Regions from separate parts of the Mus musculus genome. Here region 2 is linked to region 1. The links are chromatin contacts, called in public Hi-C maps. All regions are on one chromosome and are shown on one strand. The core of a region is the stretch at or near the end of the contact, and the rest is flanking DNA. Distances in the headings are between cores, read along the strand shown.

Region 1 (6,408 bases), core at 425-2,924:
AAAATTATATTTAAGAACAAGTTTATAAAAGTAAAGATTGGAATATAATGTGGTAATAGATTTACAGAAACATTATTCATTCATTCAACAAACTAGCTATGCTAATAATATGCCAGACTCTAGGTTATAAGGATCAATAACTCACAGCACAGCCTGGTCTGATTTAGAAACAGATTAAGGAAACGTACAATGAATCTCCACCAACATACACTTCACACAGTCATCTCCCAAGGCCTTCTTTGAAGTCCCCTGGCATGGACTGGGAGCCATCACTTCTATTGTGTGCATGTCAGTTTAATATTATTTTGGCTATTTCTTTTTCTACCTTTCAGTTGAGTTTAAATAATCAGGAGATTATTTAAAGACTTCTTTACCTAATAGCCCTTAAGACAAAAATAGTCTCCCTTGGGAGTGACGGTCAGTCCATGCTCAACACAAGTTATGAAAGATTCAGGTTCTCCAGGTGAGGGGTTTGCTTCCTGTAGCACAGCTTGTCCCAGATGGAGTTACCCAGCCTCCTCTGAATCACTACTGGGTATAAGGAAACACCACATAAAGTGCCAGCCTGTGCTGTCGCTGTGACTAGTGAATTGTGCAAATCCGAGTCAGCAGTCTTATGCCTTCAGCCAACACCCCTGAACACAGGCAGGTTAGCCGGTCAGCCATCACTAAGTAGTAAGATTTCAGAGTCTTCAGTTCTCATTTACTGGAATACTGCCATAGGAACCCCTGGCAGCCACCTGGAATTAGAAAACAAGTTGGTCTAAAATGAAGTCAACACAGCATCAAAGCAAAATGATGAAAAGTTCATGATATTTTCAGGATTTCAGACATATGAGCCAGTACATCTTCTTGCTGATTAAGTAGCTGAGAATGCTGAAATCAAAGGTATTTTTGATAGTTCTTGTGGAATCAAAATTTTTAGATCAAAAATATATGTGGCTTAAACACAGCTCAAGCTAACTTTGGACTAATCACATGTTCCTCTGGCTGAATATCAATGCAACAGGACTGTGGATTTAAAGGTCATTGGCTAAGCTGAGTGTTTGGCAGAAGGAGTGCGTAAACAAGGTCACGTTCTGTAGCAGCACACACAAAGGGAAGTTAGTAAAACCTTCTGGGTTTCTAGGGTGTAAAAAGACAGCTGTCGACATATCTGGGAAATAGGCTTTGTTATCTGGTTTTCAGTTGTCTCACAGACCTGACAGAAGGATTAATAATAATAATAATAATAATAATAATAATAATAATAATAATTTATTTACAGATCCAAGAATTCCTAGGCTCAGCAAAAGAACTGTGTGGTGACTGGAGGATGAGACCTTTAAACTCTAGAGTGGGAGAACAGTTTGGAGATTGTGTTTAACCACAACGGTTGAATGAATCACTATTATTTAGTAAGACCTCAGTAAAAAGGGACAGAGTGCAGTTTCCAGAGTTTTTGAGTTGCAAATCCAATGAAGCAATGTGGAGAGTGACATACTGGGAGGCCATGGAAATTCCTGGTCCTTCCTCAGCATCTTGGCTTTTGCATTTCTTACATCCAGCTGCTGCAGGGTTGCTTCCTTTATAATGAACTGGAGAACCAAAGTGAAGTGCATGTGAGAGTTCTCAGCCACACAGTGTTGTTGGGGTGAGAGGACAGGAGTGTGGAAATCCTACATGTAAGCCAGCTGGCGCTGCATGCAAGTTACAACCTGGAATGTGATTGGTGTCTGAAGTCTTATGGGACTTTATTCCTTAGGTTTATACTAACTCTGGGTTGCACCCTTTTGAAATGAGCTCAATTCAGGCCACCTATTTGATATATCTAGCAAGGCTTATTCAGTGCACCAGCTGTTAGGTACACACACATATCCCTGGCTCTGAAGTGTGTTCTCATTTGAAGGATTATTTGCTGGGTCTTGCCTTTCGCCACTGAACTCCTTTTTTTTTTTTTTTTTTTTTTTCTCAAAATGCTGCACACTCCAGATGCCCCCGAAGTGTGTCCTGTCCCCAGCTTTCCTGTGAGGAGCGGGTGCGGCCACGACCCCAGGATGGCGCCTGGGACGGCTGCCAGGTCTTATGACCTGTGCCTGACTTCCTCATTACCTCTGACTTAGCCACATCCCAGGCACCTGCACTGTGCAGACGCCATGCCTTGTCAACTCGCCTGAGGTGTGTCACTTGCTGTGAACCAATGGACTGCTGCTATGTGACTGGGGTGATTGGGAGGAGTCAGTAGGGTATTTAAGGCACGCCCCAGGGTTGTTCTGCGGATTCCTGTTCCTGCATTGCAATACAAAGTGTTCCTGAATAAACCTGCTTGAAGAAGGACAACTGAAGAAGGACAACGTGGTGTTGTGTCTTTCCTGCTGGTTGGGGTGGATGCGACAAGTGGTGGCTCGTACGAGGACTCTGCTTCGAGAGAGCGCTGCGGGTCCAGAACTTCAAGAGGTTTGGGTAGCTGGCTGGAAAGCTCCCAGGTAAATGGGATGATCCAAGTTCTCCGTTAGAGACAATAAGGTTCCCAGATTAAGGACTATTGAGGTAAGTGGGACGATTCAAGTTCTCAGTTAGAGACAATAAGGTTCCCAGTTAGGGACGATTAAGATAAAACAGTTATGGGTAACACAACATCAGGGCAGTCTGTTCACCAGGCATTAAAGGATTTGTTGAAAGAAAAAGGAATCGGGCTGAAAAAGGAGACGTTAGAAAACTTTCTAAAGGCCGTTGATCAGGTGGCTCCATGGTTCCCCGTGTCAGGGCATCTTACAGGGCCTAGTTGGGAGAAATTAGGGAAGGATCTGAAGTTTGCCGAGGAGCAAGGCGTCCTCGTCAAAATGGTGCTTCCGGTATGGAAGTTAGTATGTAACTGTATTAAGGACCGGGAGAAGTGTGGGGCTGAGTTGCAGAAAGAGAATGAGGCTTTGAACAAAGTAAGAGAGGAGAGATCACAGGAGTCTGATGTAGAAAGTAGCTCTAGCAAGGGGACCTGTCCGAGGATTGCGGACAGTCTCGAAAAAGTGAGAGTGAAGGTTCAGCCTTCTGCACCAGATCCTCTGCGACCGCTGTCATACGATGGGGGTGACGTCTGGACGGTCTCTACACCCAGAGACGTGGAGAGAGCTAGGAGCACGGTGCTACCCAGTGTCCCAGGATGCACAAGGAGCTAGATTTCATGAACCATTAGACTGGAAGATTATACAGAGACTGGCTGAGGGCATAAGGGCTTATGGAGTGACTGCTGCTTTTGTGGTGGCTCAGCTTGAGTCACTGCATCACTACTGCCTTACGCGGAGCGATTGGCAGAACCTTGCTCGTGCTTGCCTGTCTCGGGGTCAGTATCTGGATTGGAAATCATTTTTCATAGAATTTGCTGGTGAGCATGTAGCTCAGAATGCCAGGGCAGGGCAGGATGCTTGGGATCAAGATATGTTACTGGGGCAAGGGAGGTTTGCTGCAGCCCAAACCAATTATCCACTTCAAGTTTATGAACAAATTAATAAGGTGTGTACCAAAGCCTGGAAGTCTCTCCCCAACAGAGGCGAAGTCAGCGGCAACTTAACGAAGATCTTGCAAGACCCTACTGAGTCGTTTGCAGACTTTGTGGCTAGAATTGTGGAAGCTGCAGGCAAGATTTTTGGGGATCCCGACACAGCCATGCCGCTTGTAAAACAGTTGATTTTTGAGCAGTGTACCAAGGAGTGTAGACAAGCTATTATTCCTTATAAGAATAGAGGATTGGAGGTCTGGATGAAGGTGTGCAGAGAGCTTGGAGGACCCTTGACTAATGCTGGCTTAGCGGCTGCTGTAGCTCAGGTTTCAATAGGAAAGGGTGGTGCCAGAAGCACTGGATGCTTTCGATGTGGTCAACCAGGTCATATGAAGAGACAGTGCCCTCAGCAGGCGGGAGCAGGAAGTGCTTCTGGGCTATGCCCTGGCTTATGACTCAAATGTAAGAAAGGAAATCATTGGGCTAATGAGTGTCACTCCGTGAAAGAGATCAATGGACAGCCTATTTCTCACAGCGGGGCTCATCCAAAAAACGGATGGCAGGGCCCCCGACCCCAGGGCCCTCAAATATATGGGGCAGTTTCTGAGGGGTGGCCCAACCTGAGAATGCCAATGCAGTGGAACAGCCCAGGAGAGCAACAAGAGGGAGTGCAGGGCTCAACCTCTATTCCACCGCCAGACTCATATTAACACCTCAGATGGGGGTGCAGTTGGTCGAGTCTGATTTTAAAGGGCCACTGCCACCTAATACTGTAGGACTCCTGCTCGGCCGTAGCTCCGTGACCCTTCAAGGGCTGGTTGTACACCCTGGAGTAATAGATTCAGATTATACTGGACAGGTCAAAATTATGGTTTCCTCACCACTGGGAATTGTAGCCATTTCGTATTGCACAGCTCCTCTTATTGCCAAGTTGTCATTCCAAGTTTCCAGCTAATGATAAAGAAAGAGGGAGTAGAGGATTTGGTTCTATGGGAGCCACTTCAATTTACTACTCCATGGACCTTGATGAGAGACCTCTACTTGTATTGCATGTAGGGGGAAAAGCTATTTCAGGATTGCTTGATACTGGTGCTGACCGAAGCATAACTAGCATAAAGGACTAGCCATCAGCTTGGCCACGTCAGCAGTCAGAACAAACCCTGAGAGGCCTGGGCTATGCCCAAATGCCCGAAGTAAGCTCATGCCAACTCACTTGGAAGGACCAGGAGGGCCATTCCGGTTGTTTTCAGCTTTATGTGCTCCCTGTTCTGATCTCCCTCTGGGGATGGGACCTGATGCAAGAAATGGGATATAAATTGACAAATGAGTTGCCTTATAGCCCACAAGCTCAACAAATTATGCAGAATTATGGATATCAACCTGGAAAAGGATTAGGGCCTCGATTGCAGGGCAGGAAATCCCCTATTCCTGTGAGTTCAAAGAAAGGTCGTGCTGGACTGGGTTTTTCCTAGGGGCCACTGAGGAGGCCATCCCCATTACTTGGAAGACTGAGGATTCAGTATGGATTCCTCAGTGGCCTTTGCCCTCAGAGAAATTACAGACTGCTAAAGAATTAGTTCAAGAACAGTTTCAAATGGGCCATATTCGCCCCTCTATTTCTCTTTGGAATACCCCCATATTTGTCATTAAGAAAAAATCAGGGAAATGGAGGTTGTTACATGATCTTAGAGAGATTAATAAACAAATGGTCATTATGGAACCTATTCAAAGAGGTTTGCCCTTACCATCTGTGCTTCTAAAAGCATGGCCAGTGATAGTTTTAGATATTAAAGATTGCTTCTTTTCCATCCCCTTGCATGAACAAGATGCAGTAAGATTTGCATTTACTTTGCCTTCTATAAATCATGAAGAACCAGATAAGAGGTTTGAGTGGGTTGTTTTGCCCCAGGGCATGGCCAATAGTCCCACTATGTGTCAGCTATATGTAGATGCAGCCTTATATGAGGTTAGACAGGAATTCCCAGAATAAAATGTTATCATTATATGGATGATGTCCTTCTGGCAGCAATGAGGGAGGAAATGCTGGATTTGGCATATAGTAAGACCATACAACAGCTACAAAAGGTTATCCATTATTTGGGAAGCAAAATAACAGAAAGATATATAACTCTACAGAAGATTCAAATTAGAACTGATCATCTAAGGACTTTAAATGATTTTCAAAAGTTGCTAGGAGATATTCAGTGGGTTAGGCCTTATCTGGGTCTAACAAATGAGCAATTGTAACCTCTTTATGACATCTTGCCAGGAGCGACAGCCCTGGATTCAGAGAGAGTTCTTAAAGAAGAAGGAAGGGAAGTCTTAAAGTTAGTAGAGAAGGCTATTCAAATTGCTGCTTTAAAGAGGAGAGAGGTTGATCTTCCTATATCATTATGTATTTTGCCATCAGAAAATCAACCTATGGGAGCCCTTTGGCAAGGGGCTCCTTTATTATGGATCCATCCTAAAATTTCCCCTGCCAAAGTGTTATCCTATTATCCTGCCTTGGTTGCCCAATTGGCATTGGGGGGTTTACAGCAATGCATGCAGCATTTTGGCAACCCTCCTGATGAAATTATTGTACCATATGATAGTAGACAAGTTGAAGTGTTGTCTGCCACTGTAGATGACTGGGCCGTTTTAAGATGCAGTTTTTTAGGCAAGATAGATAATCATTTTCTCAAAGATCCTATTTTACAGTTGTGTAGAGCTCACCCGGTAATTTTTCCTGTGATTACCTCTCGAGTACCCGTTGAAAGGGGCTCCTCTAATTTTTACAGATGGTTCAAAGTCAGGATGTGGAGCCTATTTAGTTCAAGGCTCTGTGCCTATAGTTTTACAATTCTCCCCTGCCTCACTGCAAGTTATAGAATTACAGATTGTGGTTAAGGTTTTTGAACAACATTCAGGGGCCTTTAATTTAATATCAGATA
Region 2 (5,962 bases), core at 2,284-4,783, 110 kb after region 1:
TCGTGGGGGTTATGATTGATATTGTGCTCAATCTGTAACTTATTTTCCCTTTGGTAGGATGGTGTAATGGTTTTAATTAAATGCTTTCTTTTATAAAAGCTGTCATATCAATAGAACCTTGAGTAAGACAGGAGTTGGCAGCAGGAGAGGAATGTTGCTGTGACAGGCCTGACCATGCTGCTTATTGGATGAACGTGAACTTGGAGGATTTGGATTAGGAAAACAGTTGGATACTTCACGTGAGATTTAATGGGATATGCTTTGGGGGCTTGGAAGACAGTGGTGCTAAGAGCAATGTAGATTATGACAATTTGGGTCAAGAAGTTACACATGAATAAAATATTAGTAAGTGACCTGAAGACCTTTCTCACATGATATTTGGTGAAGATCGTGGCTTTATGCCCTTGTCCAAAAAAAAAAAAAAAAAAAAAAAAAATCTGCCTGAGGTTAAATTGAAGAGTTTTTGATTAATATGTTACTGGAGGATATTTCAAGACAGCCTAATACTGACTGTGCCATGTGTTTATTAGAGACTACTCATGCAGATCTCTAACAAAAATGAACAAGGAAAGATTAAAAATGTACAGTTTGAGGGGAAAATTAGCACTGGTAAGTGCAGTGAAGCTAAGTCCAGTGCTCAGGAGATAAAAGGCTTAAAGAAAAGTTGGATGTTAAATGGAAAAAAGGGCAAGGCTAGTTCTGCTTCCAACTTGTAAAAAGGAATTACAGGGATGGAAATGGAGAGGAGCCTGAGGAAAACAAGGTCCAGAGACAGGCCCAAAGTGGGATCCAGCTCAAGGGGAGGTCCCAAGGCCTGACATTATTGCTGAGTGTTATTATTGAGTGCCCACAAAAAGGGACCTAGCATTACTGCCCTCTGAAAAACCCAACAAGCAGCTGAAAGAGTCAGATGCAGATATTTGCACCCAAACAATGAACAGAACAACTGACCCCTGTTGTTGAATTAGGGAAGGCTGAAAGAAGCTGAGGAGAAGGGTGATCCTGTAGGTGGACCCAGTTTCAACTAATCTGGACCCCTCAGATCTCTGGACCACCAAACAGGCAGCATGTACCAGCTGATATGAGACCCCCAACACACATACAGTAGTGCTGGGTTTGTGTTCATTCAGAGATGATGCACCCAACCCTCAAGAGACTGGAGGTCCCAGGGAGTTTAGAGGTCAGGTGGGGACATCCACGTGGAGACAGTAGGTGGGAAGGAGTTATGGGATATAGAACAGTTGGAGGGTGGATGGGGGGATAAAATATGGAGTGTAAAAAATAAATTAATTAAAATTTTTAAAATGCTACAATAAGAGACAAAACTTATTACATTTTACTAAAATACTCAATTCAGCAATAAGATAAAAGTGTTGTTAATATATATGTTCAGAAAACATAGCTACCCAAATAAATAAGTCAAATATTATTATAGCTAAGAGAAAAAGGAATACAATGAAATAGGAAGCTACCTCTCATCAGAGCATACAGTATTCTTCAGAATAGATTCATTTTAGGCTACAATTCAAGTCTCAAGAAATGAAAATGGAAAAAAAAATGTTACAAGTAAAAAAGAATGGAAAGTATACACTGGATGAAAAGTAATACTCTCCTACAAGCGCAGTGGGCAACTGAAAAAAATTTTTAGGTGAAGGAAAACATTTCGAGAAATTCATAAGAGTAACAATAAAACATATTAAACTCTGTGGATTACATATAGCAAATATGAACCATGATGGAAGCATATGGAACCATGATCCATATACCCCAAACAAGCTAACAGTCACCTCTTCCTCCCAAACAAAACATCCAGAAAGAACATCAAGGCACAGGAAATGCCAACAACTGACACACAGGAAGCCACAAAACTAAAAGCTCCTTTACAACGAAGGGCATCATCACTTATGTAAGTGGCAGCCTACACAACAGGACAAATATTATTTATTTATCTGACAGATGGTTTTTATATAGAAAATACAGATAACTACAAAAAATAAAATCAATAAAACAACCAAAATTAAAATTGGGGCATGGAACTAAACAAAGAGTTCAAAAAAGAGGAAATACAAATGGCTGAGACATATTTCTTTTTAATGTTCAATACATTAGGCATCAATGAGACACAAATTAAAACTTCTTTAAGACCTCACTCAGTCAGAATGGCTAAACTATAAAAAACAACCAATGCTGACATGTATGTGGGGGAAAGGGAGGTGGGCATTTATTCATCATTTGTGGGAATACAAACTGTTGCAGCCATTATGGAAATCAGTGGGGAGGTTCCTTTAAAAGCTACAAATTGGTCTACAATATAGGCCAGCTTTAATACCCAAAGGACACTTTCCTACTATAGAAATAATTGCTCAGTCAAATTCATTGTTGCTCTATTTGCAACAGCCAGGAAACAGAAACAGCCTAGATATCCATTAACCGATGAAGGAATTGTTGAAGTTAGGCCTTGGTTCTTACTCCCAGTCCCATGCTCCCAGAAATAAGACTCAGACTCAAAATATATTTACAAAAATCTTGGCCATAGAGCTAGGCTCTTCTCTGACCAGATATAACTTAAAATATCCCATTTGTTCTAGCCTACATCTGCCATGTGGCCAGTACCATGTGTCTGTCTCCTTACAACTTCCCTGCCTGGTTCTATGCAAGAATCCTTTTTCTCTCCCAGATATTCCACTTCTACCTCCTGCCTGAGCAATAGGCCACAGGCTTTTTAGTTGAAAGGCAACACATCCATATAATACACAAGATACTCTCTCTAAAATGGATAATGAAAATGTGGTGTATAAATATAATGGAATATTCAACCTTAAAGAAAAATGAAGTTAGCAGATACATGAAGTAATTATCTTGACTGAGGTAACCCAGGCTCACAGCCAAATGCTGGGTGTTCTCTCTCTTCTGTGGGCTGTTAGCTTTGAATCCTTAGGGAAGTGTGCTTACACTAGACTAGCCACAGGAATCAGGAAAGTAGCAAGGATGGAGTGGGAATTTCAAGAGAAGTAGGAAGGAGCATAGGACAAGAGGGGAATAATGGGGAGGGATAATTAACTTGGAATACAGTTTCAAAAACCAGTTTCCTAATATAGAAACATACACATATACAAAAAGGATATAAGTGGAGTTATCCGGTATCAGGGAAGAACATGCTACAGATTATCAAATAAAAAACCAGGTATCAGAAATCATTCACCACTTTTGAAGTTGTCAGTCAGTAGGGTTCCACAGACCCCCAAAGTTTACAAATTATTCACACTCTTCTTGGTGCTTTCTCTAGAACCGGGTTGTAAGGCTCTGTTACTAAAGATACCATCCATGTACTTGAGTCATAGAATATACAGAGACCAAACCGGTACTGACCTGGAGGCTTCATTTCTACTGGTTAGTTTTCATAGTACTGGGAGGTGTTAGGCAAGCTACCGGAGAAGAAAAATAGTCACCAATCAGTCTTACTCAGCAGTAAACTGTGTGAATTACAATAATGACCAGTCTGGCAAGATAGGCCCACTTGTGCAATTTGGTACAAAGGTTAAGGAAATAGCAACCACTTTCTGATTGGACTTAAGGGCATTCCATAAGGCTGAACTCATGACTAGCACTGTCACTGGAGCCAAGAACCTGAGAACTAGATAGGTCCTAGGCACTGTGGGAGAACCTAACACTCTTGTTCTGCTAAGTCACAAAGCATCACCCCTGATTCCTAATGAGAGATCATTAAACCGCAGATAACTAGATCTTTTAACTTTCATTCGAGAACTTCCTTTTTGCAGCAGATAGTGAGGAACACAGGCAACTCATCCAAGTGCAGAGTCTATGTCTGAGTGCTCAGCTCTAAATGGGATAGCTATATCACACAGACTCTTCTCAAGCCTCAAGGATATCTGGGAAGAAGGTAAGGAAAGATTGTAAGAGATACAGTGAGTGGATCACTACAGTGAGACAGTGTCTCTGGACATGACAACATTGCTGCACACAGCAGCATATTGCGACCATGACCCCACTGACAACAGCATCACAGTTTCTAGCTAGTCATGATCCCAGAATGTACTGGGGAACAGAGTCATGATGTTCTACCCTTAGCTGAGGAGCTACCAGTGATGGCTGTTGGGAGGGAGTTAGTTTTCTTTACGGGTTCAACCTCTGAGAGGCTACCTGTGCGCCAGCATATAGCCTTGTTACCAGGTGCATACTGAGAGCACCAGTGAGTTTCTTTTAAAACACACACACACACACACACACACACACACACACACACACACACACACACACATATGTACACATGGGAGGATTAACATGTTCAAAATACCTTATATGCGTGTATGTAGTATACTTCACTGAAGGTTAGACCTACTGCCTGACTTCCAGTAACAGAAGTGATCTCACTGAGAATCAGATGTAATCCACCCAGTTTCTTGTTTCACCTTCCTTCTTCACCCTCCCCTCCCCCTTCCCTCCCCCTCCTCCCCTCCTCCTCTTCCTCCCCCTCCCCCTCCCCCCCTTCTCCCCCTCCTCCTCTTTCTCCTCCATTTCTTCCTCTTCCCTTTCCTTTTCTATGCTCTGTCTTCTTTCTCCCTTTCTCAGTAGCTGGTTTTTGTTTTGTTTTATTGTGTTTTGGCATCCAACAATCCGTAACTGAGACCAGGGGACAAGTAACTGAATCTTGCCAACAGCCGTCTTACATGAGTGTAGACAGAATATTTTCCTTCAAGTCTTGATATGGCTATAACCTTGCTGACAGTGTCACCGAAGCCTTATAAGAGACCCTAAGTCAGAAGACAGCTAAATTCTGTCCAATTTCTCACGTACAGAATCTGCGTCACAGCATATGTTACTGTTTTAATCTGTTTAAGTTGTGTGTTATGAAGCAACTGATAACTAACAAAATTCTCTCAAGTTCTACAAAGCACAGGATTTTCAGATTTCAACATAGTCACCCAAACACGCTGTTCTGTTTTCTCCACCAGCGTTCACCTAACTTCTGAAAGGTCCAAGCACCAAGCCCTGAGCACCCATACAAAAGGAGTGTCCTACCCTAGGCAAAGCCCAAACCCCACCAGTCTGGACCTCTGTGTCCGTGGAGGTTTCCTTGGCCCCTTGGGCCACTTCTGCCTTGTAGTTTTGGTACGGCAAATGCCCTCTGCATCTGCTTTTACATTTTTTTTAGCCTTGACCTTAGACTTCTTTCCTTCCAACAAAATTTATTTTTAACTTTCCCTAAAATAGAACAGGTCCAGCAGTTCCAAAATGACTACACAGTTTCAAGTACTGTCTGCGACCCTCAAGGATCCTAATCCCACTGGACCACTGTAGTGGAAGAGACAATGTCCACATGGAAGTCATCAAAGGTTCTATGTTTTTTTCTGCCTCTGTCCTTTTTACGTGCCCTGTACCCCTTCCTCAGGAGCAAACTATTCAGACCCACTCTCATGATCATAGTGATTTTCAACAGGGAGAATCCCTCTACCAAGTGAACATGTCACATCCATACATGCTGGCGAGCTCAAAAAATGCATAGGACGCAATCAGATTAAATACCCTTTAATTTTTCCTACTTAACAATTTTAAGAAGCTATGGTGACAACAAAAATGTGACAAAGGAGATAGGTAGCTGCATGAAGCAAGGCTACTCCTAGGAAATTTTAGGTCTGTTACACTGGATTTTAGGGAACACAGCTTAGTCATTGTCAAACTGAAATTTAACAGTGTTTGAGAAATGAAAAGACACATCTGTCAAAGACTGTGCCATTGACAACTTTTTTTTTGATGTAATGGAGATGTTTATAATGATAGAAATGCATCTTTGTAACTAAAATGGGCCATAAGTCATGATTTGTATTTTATCCCACTTTGGCCCAGGAAGTCTTACCACAATACATAAGCATTGTCTGCCACCTCGTGGTCAATGTAGAATCCTACATCGTGTAAGAGAAACCATAGAGCAACAGCAGAGAAG

Evidence for each region. Hi-C and Micro-C count contacts between places; a contact is called where the count stands out from the background.
Region 2: a Hi-C map of liver shows a contact between it and region 1, with 4 times the contacts expected there. The contact joins two enhancer-like sites. A contact is called at or near these places in 10 of 484 Hi-C or Micro-C datasets (the AML12 cell line, brown adipocytes, embryonic fibroblasts and 4 more) and 1 of 115 datasets of contacts at active chromatin or transcription factors (embryonic stem cells).

Annotation. Positions count from the first base shown.
Region 1 is chr6:59,071,262-59,077,669 of GRCm38.p6, forward strand. No RefSeq gene overlaps it. Among named protein-coding and RNA genes, the nearest start is that of Gm22367, 25 kb to the right of the region's middle. Within about 2 kb of position 1,675, at least 15 of the 459 cell types and tissues checked have an H3K27ac peak or open chromatin away from gene starts, as enhancers often do. A contact at or near this core is called in brown adipocytes and liver, where this site is marked.
Region 2 is chr6:59,174,673-59,180,634 of GRCm38.p6, forward strand. No RefSeq gene overlaps it. Among named protein-coding and RNA genes, the nearest start is that of Tigd2, 31 kb to the right of the region's middle. Within about 2 kb of position 3,534, at least 28 of the 459 cell types and tissues checked have an H3K27ac peak or open chromatin away from gene starts, as enhancers often do. A contact at or near this core is called in brown adipocytes and liver, where this site is marked.